Linked DNA regions of Zea mays: region 1 is linked to region 2. A link is a contact called in public Hi-C data. All regions are on one chromosome and are shown on one strand. The core of a region is the stretch at or near the end of the contact, and the rest is flanking DNA. Distances in the headings are between cores, read along the strand shown. Region 1 holds the start of LOC100194033 (adenosine/AMP deaminase family protein). Region 2 holds the start of LOC100280751.

The links. A called contact is a pair of places that touch in the nucleus more often than the background predicts.
Region 1: a contact with region 2 is called in a Hi-C map of leaf, with 5 times the contacts expected there. The contact joins the promoter of LOC100194033 here to the promoter of LOC100280751 in region 2. A contact is called at or near these places in 3 of 25 Hi-C or Micro-C datasets (ear, leaf and tassel).

What each region holds. Positions count from the first base shown.
Region 1 is chr2:222,090,396-222,093,785 of Zm-B73-REFERENCE-NAM-5.0, reverse strand. It overlaps LOC100194033 (adenosine/AMP deaminase family protein), which reads right to left and starts at 1,853. Exons shown (of 11, transcript NM_001139094.1): 1 at 1,706-1,853; 2 at 766-836; 3 at 536-627; 4 at 385-444; 5 at 70-294. The coding sequence starts at 1,827. It overlaps LOC100192861, which reads right to left. Exons shown (of 4, transcript NM_001348753.1): 4 at 2,698-3,390. The coding sequence ends at 2,964.
Region 2 is chr2:221,891,242-221,894,747 of Zm-B73-REFERENCE-NAM-5.0, reverse strand. It overlaps LOC100280751, which reads left to right and starts at 1,481. Exons shown (of 6, transcript NM_001153672.2): 1 at 1,481-1,870; 2 at 2,449-2,555. The coding sequence starts at 1,634.

The sequences.
Region 1 (3,390 bases), core at 604-3,103, 200 kb before region 2:
GCAGATTCTCAATAGGTGCCCACCTGTATTAGTTCAGAATATTGGTTGGTCTGGAAGATATTAACATACGGTATCCAATGCAGCCGAAGTTGTCTCGCGGCGATCAATACTAAGAAGGAGCCTAACATATATCTTCTTTTTCTTTGTGACACCATCCAAAAGCTTAGAACTTAGTGTTTCATTTGTTCTGAAATTAGAACCAAATAATTCGACATCAACATCTTCAACTGCTTTCAGACCTTTAATAACAGCATCCATGTAAGACCTCTTGGTCATCCCCTTTGCCTCATTGTTCTGGACAATATGTGAGGAAAAAAACATAAAACAATTCACAATATTGTCATAAATTGCAAAAAATACACACAAAAAAACATATAGTAGCACCTTAGGTGTTGTTCTTATTTCCAAATATACAACATTCTCTGCAGCAAAATCTTCTACAACCTGTGAATTTTGTCTGGGTTAATTTACTAAGCTAATTGAGTATACAACAGTATTACAAAAAATGCAACCTTCTAATCACAATGGCAGATACCTCCTTAGCAATCCTTGTTACTGTATCATGATCAGTTGTAAGTATATGAAACAGATCAAAAAGCTTGAAACACTCTGGAAGAGATCTATCACCTGTTTAACATTTAAAGACACACTTTAGAAGCCTCATATATATATAAGCAAAAGCACCAAGAATCCATGTAAGATTTTTAATACAATTTATACTAGTAATTGTATTAGAAAACAATTTCAAGGGAATCGGACACTAACTCTTCATGATCACATCCTTAACATCTTCAAAAACAATGACTCCTTTGTCGCCTAGATGTTTTGCAAGTTCTCTGTTCAAATTTACCACTCGAAAGGTCAGGTTTCTATGTTAATAATGATAATATGATGTCCAGGCAGGAGAGGACATTGGTAAAAACTTTAATATGCTAAGCAGAATACTGCCAATATATTCTCCAGAAAATACACATAGGTGTTTACATGATAAGTAATATGTTTAGTCCAATTATAGATAGCTAGAGCCTAGAATTACATATTAAAAAAAAGGGACTAACCTGTGAACTAGCAATGCACTCACTAAAGGATTTGAATATTTTCTAAAAGAAATAGAAAAAAGGGGGTAAAGAGCATCTCTGTATACATGTAATGTCTTGGTTGAACTAACCAGCAATGTAACACATGGTTCATCGGGTTCCTCGAACAACAGACATATTTTGAGACCTATCTTAAATTATCTCATATAAGTAATAAGGTCATTTTCGAGGAGGTAAGTCATCTGTGATCTGTGAACTAAAAGCTCCATCAGAAATTTTATTTTGTCAAAACAGGCAAGGGAGCAATCACGCTACTACAATGCAAGAGCCCACATGTCCGCACACTGCTACTGTATATGTCCAGCTTCCTAAAAAGCTACAACGCCTGCAATCTCACAGTTTGCAAGCACACCAGATTTGCTTGCTGGTAAACAAGATCAGATTCGAGCCACCAATTTCATTAGCAGAGTTTTTGTCATGACTGACATGGAACAGCTGTTGTGCAGGGATACACCCTATCGGTGAAGCTGTGGGTTGATGTTGCTCGAGCATCGAATGAGGAACCCGGAGGAGCTACGCTACACTACCGACGGGTGGGGGGGAATCAAGAACCGGGAGGCCAGGGGAGAGGGGAGATGGGTGGAGACGGTGCGGAGCGGAGCACTGACAGGAGGGTGGAGTTGCGGACGGAGCCGTTGAGGTGGGCGTGGAGCTCCACCTTGGGGAGAGCGACGCACCACTCCCTCATCTCCTCGACCGCCGCCGCCTTCCCCTCGGTCTCAGTGTCCATGACGGCGGTCTCGCCCTGTGCCTGTCTTCAACTATGAATTATTGCTGTTGTTTGTCGGTTCAGCCAGCGTCAGGGGCTCAGGGCGATAACTGTGTTTTTGCATAGAAATTGATCCAATCCAAATCATTGTTCCAGATTGAATTTGAGGTGATGAATTAGACCATTTTTTAAAGAGAAGAATTTTGACATTTTTTTTTTGCTCGCGGTAGTGCGGCACAAACTCAGGTTTTATTCTATTTTTTTCACCACACTCTCGGTTGGGACACATTTAAATAAGAATGAAGTGAAACCGTACCATTGCAACTTGTACGGATTTATAATATTTATCATATTCGAAACGGTGCTATTGTAATTCTACGTGCAGACGCCACTTTGTACGCTCTAGATATCATTGCGGGTATCCGTATTTTCGTATGCCCCAAAGTACCCCTGCTACGGCCTCTCTCTCTCCATATCAAACACACACGGGCCCAGGTGTCATCCCCTACACTTGCTGGCACATACTAGTTATCCCCTTCTTCCCCTCGAGACAATGTCGTTCCCCATTCGGCCAATCGACGTCTAGCCACCGGCGTCCAAACACAGACCCTGCCGAAGCCGACGCCGGCAGCCGCCAGCAAGCGTCGGCCCCGTACCCGGTACCCTTGCCGCGCCGGCTCTGAGCAGCGGCGGCACGCCCACCGCCCCACGGTAAATCCACAAGGACACCAGCGGTGGTGGCTCTGCTCTATCCACGTTGATGGTCTGACGGCTCCACCTGCGCCTTGACACTGAAGCACGCCACACACATCCTACGTGACAATTTTGACACGTAGCCTTCATGGAACCACATGATCAAGACAATTACATTGGCCAAGACCATACGTCCATGCTACAATTCGATCATGTTTTGAAACGAAGCACAGATAAAAGATACAAAATTCAATTTGCCTTAATGTTGTATATATATATATGCTTTGATGGATATACTAACCAACCCCTCTTACTCTTCTGAACCACGAACAGCAGTAACAGGTGATACGGAATTACAGATGGAACCGAGTCACAGACCTTCTCATGCCAAAAACGTGCCCGACTTCTCATGCCAGGGCTGCGCTGCGCTGCGACGGAGGGATCGCTGCCCGACCTCACACCGATCAGTCCTCGCCCAGGGTGTACCGGACAAACCTCCGCACCTTAATGTTCTCCCCGAGTGAGGCGACCGTCTCCTTCACGAGATCCTTCACCGTCTTGCTGTCGTCCTTGATGTAGGGCTGCTCCAGGAGGGCCATCACGCCGAGCCTCTTCGCGATCCGCCCTTCCACGATCTTCTCCCTGATGCTCTCGGGCTTCGACTGCAGGTCCTCCCTCTGCATCTCGATCTCCTTCTCCTTGCCGACGACGCTCTCCGGGATGTCGTCCACCGAGACGTAGTCGACCTGCGGACACGCTACCACCTGCATCGCGAGGTCGTTCACCAGCTCCCTGAACTTGTCGTTGCGGGCCACGAAGTCGGTCTCGGAGTTGACCTCGATCATGCACCCGATGCGGCTGTCGTGGATGTAGGAGCCGACCAGTCCTTCG
Region 2 (3,506 bases), core at 232-2,731:
TTATCCTCGTTTGGAAACACTTCCAAACACACAAAACCTACATCTTAGGCCAATGTTTGAATGCACTAGAGTTAATAGTTAGTTGTTAATATTAGCTAAAGACATCCAAATGATTTAGCTAATAGTTTAACTATTAGCTATTTTTAGCAAATTAGCTAATAGTTAGCTGGCTAATTTCACTAGCAATTTTTTAGCCAACTAACTATTAGCTCATAGCTCAAGTGCATTCAAACACCCTCTTAGTATACTAACTATTGTAAAGTGCCTTGAAAGATCATCTACACAAAGCTACATTTGACACGAACTTGAAAGTATGACAACCTATGGCAAGAGGAGCACAAGTTGAATAATCCTCAAACTTTGGGTATAAACATTATAACGAAGCACCAAATCAATTGTTACAAAGCTACACTGTGAAGATTGATATTTTTTCCAATCCATATGGATTCGAATAGATTGATATAAATTAGGATTTTTTTGACTTACTAAGGATTGAACTCCCTCAATCTATATGGATTGGGGTATAACCGAACATACCCTAATATTGGTGTTATCGACACCCGCAGCACTTAAAATATGAACAATCCCCTGACACTTTCACTACCCATTGTTCATCCTTGGCCATTAGGGACAGCACCTGTTGCAATTGATCCAGATCGATGCGCAGCATACGAGTGGCTAAAAACCAAAACTGTTATCAAAGAACACTATATATAATACACACTGTGCAACCGTCAATAAGAATGAATAAGAATGCACCACGCGCCTGTCGCCGCTCCAGGTTCGTCAGATGGAGTAGCGTTGACAGAGAAACCACGAGAAATTATGCCCATTCTAGCATGCGTCCAGGTTTGTTAATTCACGATTATTTGTTAATTCCATGCACCAGTAATTTTAAGTGGTAATAAATAAATGTAACGTTTCTTTGTTTCGTTCGTTCATCTTTTTTGGTTGCAACCGAAAGGATCCCTTCTTTTCTTAAAGCGCCGGATGCATAGAAAAAGAAGAAGGGAGTGGCATAGAAAAAAGGAGGAGGAAGTGTGTGATCGATCATCCCGGTGCGCCATGCGTGTAACGCCAACAGCGTGGCCCAAGATCCGGCGAGCGCGACCCATGAAATTAAACATTAACGCTAATGCAAAGGTGATGTGGAAGTGTAACAAAATAAGCGGGTACACGACGAAACCGTAGGACGTGGCAGGACGGGAAACGGGCTGGCTAGTCCTCATGTGGGCTTCTTTCACCCAGATGAAAATGTTTTTTTTTTCTGTTTCGTGTCAGCATGCAATCATGCTTCCACTATCTCCCATTTCCCTTTTTTTATAACCAAAACATGTTCTCCATTCGACCTGAGAGAATCGGAAGGCATCCATCCAAGTAAACCCTGCTGCCGAACGAAGGAGCAGCAAAGCCACCTTCCTTCTCCACCACATCACCTCACCTCTCTCAGTCTCACGCCGCAGTCACCAACTCGCCACGCACGCCTTCGCCGCCTATAACCGGTACCGGCCACCACCACTAGCTCCCCCGAGGACCACACCCCCCAAGGCCCCAAGCCCACGACGCGCCACGCCACGCCGCCAGCTGTCGCTCTCCCTCGCCCCTCCCCGCTCCTCTCGCCGCCTCGCAATCAATGGCGGTGGCGCGGCTGTGCGCGGCGGCCGCCGCCGCCCGGCTGCAGCCGGCGCTCGCCGCGGGCGCCCGCGGCCTCGGGACGGCGGCGGAGGTGGCCGCGGGCGCCAGGTGGGAGCCCATGGGGGCGCGGGAGTACTACGACTACCGCCGGGCCATGTACGGCGACATCACGCACAAGGCCATCCTCGTCGACGCCGCCGGCACGCTGCTCGCCCCAACCGAGCCCATGGCGCAGGTCCGCACCGCTCGCCCTAGCCCTCGCCCTCGCCACCCTCCCATTGCCGCGCGCGCGCGCCTCCGATTCGCGTCCTCTTCTGCAGCGCCATGTCCGGCCGGTTGCATGCGTGGTCCGGAGGTTTCTGCGTCCCATCATTCCTGGCCACCGGAAGCGGTTGTTGGTTTCGGCTCAGCTGTGCGCTGCTCTGTGGCGGTGTGATTGGAATTGGACATGGTCTGATCTGTTGTTTCTCTTCACTCTATACGCGGTATCCGGCTGTGCTTTGGCCAGATCTGTCAAGACTCGCTTGCTTTACTGCTAGATGGTTTCGGTTCGTTTTTGGGCCAATTCCCTGTATACCACTGGAAAATATACTCATCCCTTGTATGCCACTGGCCCCACATGTCATAGACACCAAAAATTATACCTATATGCCACTCAGTGGCATACAAGGGATGAGTATAAAATCTGATGGCATACCAGGAATTTTCTCTTCGTTTTTCCCCGAACGACGGTTTGCACAACGGTCTCATGCTTTCTCTGTTGCGGTTTAATAAGGAGTCTTCTGATGCCTGCTGTATTAAACGTCTGTCCAGGTGTACAGAACGATAGGCCAGAAGTATGGGGTTGATTACTCCGAGGATGAGATTCTGATGCGGTATCGCTGGGCGTATGCGCAGCCTTGGGGTAGATCACGTCTGAGGTAAGCCCCACTCAACTTGTGACTGTACATGGTACTTGCCGGAAATAACACTACAACCATGTGGAACTGGTGTATTAGGTGACCTCAGTTGATTGCACCCCGCTGTTACATGTTTTGTTGGCATGGGCACATGCCTGGTGCTTTTGTGCAACTCAAACGAGCTGTGGACCTATACAAGTGGTTAGAAGTTGTCGATCGTTCTCGTTCACTTCAGAGGCTTGGGGGGTCTTTCGGAGCAATCAGCTTCACCCTGCATGAAAAGTAGGGAAAATTTGTTACCGTAAGCAGTTTTGTCATGTAGAGACTAAACCTATAGATAGAGCACCTAACTATCTGAACCCATCAATCTCAGGTGCATTGCAAATCGAGAACATTGATGCAGGAATAAGACTGAGTTGTATGTCAATGTGACATAATAGCGGTGGGCATCCTTGCAAGAACAAGTCAATAACTGGGACAGTTGACGAGTTGTATCATCAAAATTCTTCTGGATCTAGTTCCGAGAACAGGATTTCTCCCAAATAGCATAGTTTTGCTCGTTTATTTATGCCACTGCTAAAAAGACAAAAATAAAGAAGGGGCACTAATTCCTAGGTTCCTGCCAACTGCAAGGATGCAGGTTTATTTATATGATTTAGGCGCTACAGGACAAATACTGTACAGTTGACAAAAGAAACTTGATCTGGTTTTGTGTGCTTTTCAAGCATACTCCTACATAACAATAAGGTACTTCGGGGCTGTTTTCTTAGACCTATCAGGAGAAACAACTTGGACAAAAATTGTCGCCACTAATTTTTCTCAACATATCTGGCCATCTGGGTGGTGGTCCCAAGTGGTACTGGTTCTTTCACTTCATCTGATTCTAGCTCAGCTTGCCTGCCCACTTATGTACTAGAACTAGAATGAACTGTCGGGTTTGTTATGTTACTGAAAAGATCTGTGCCTGGGAAA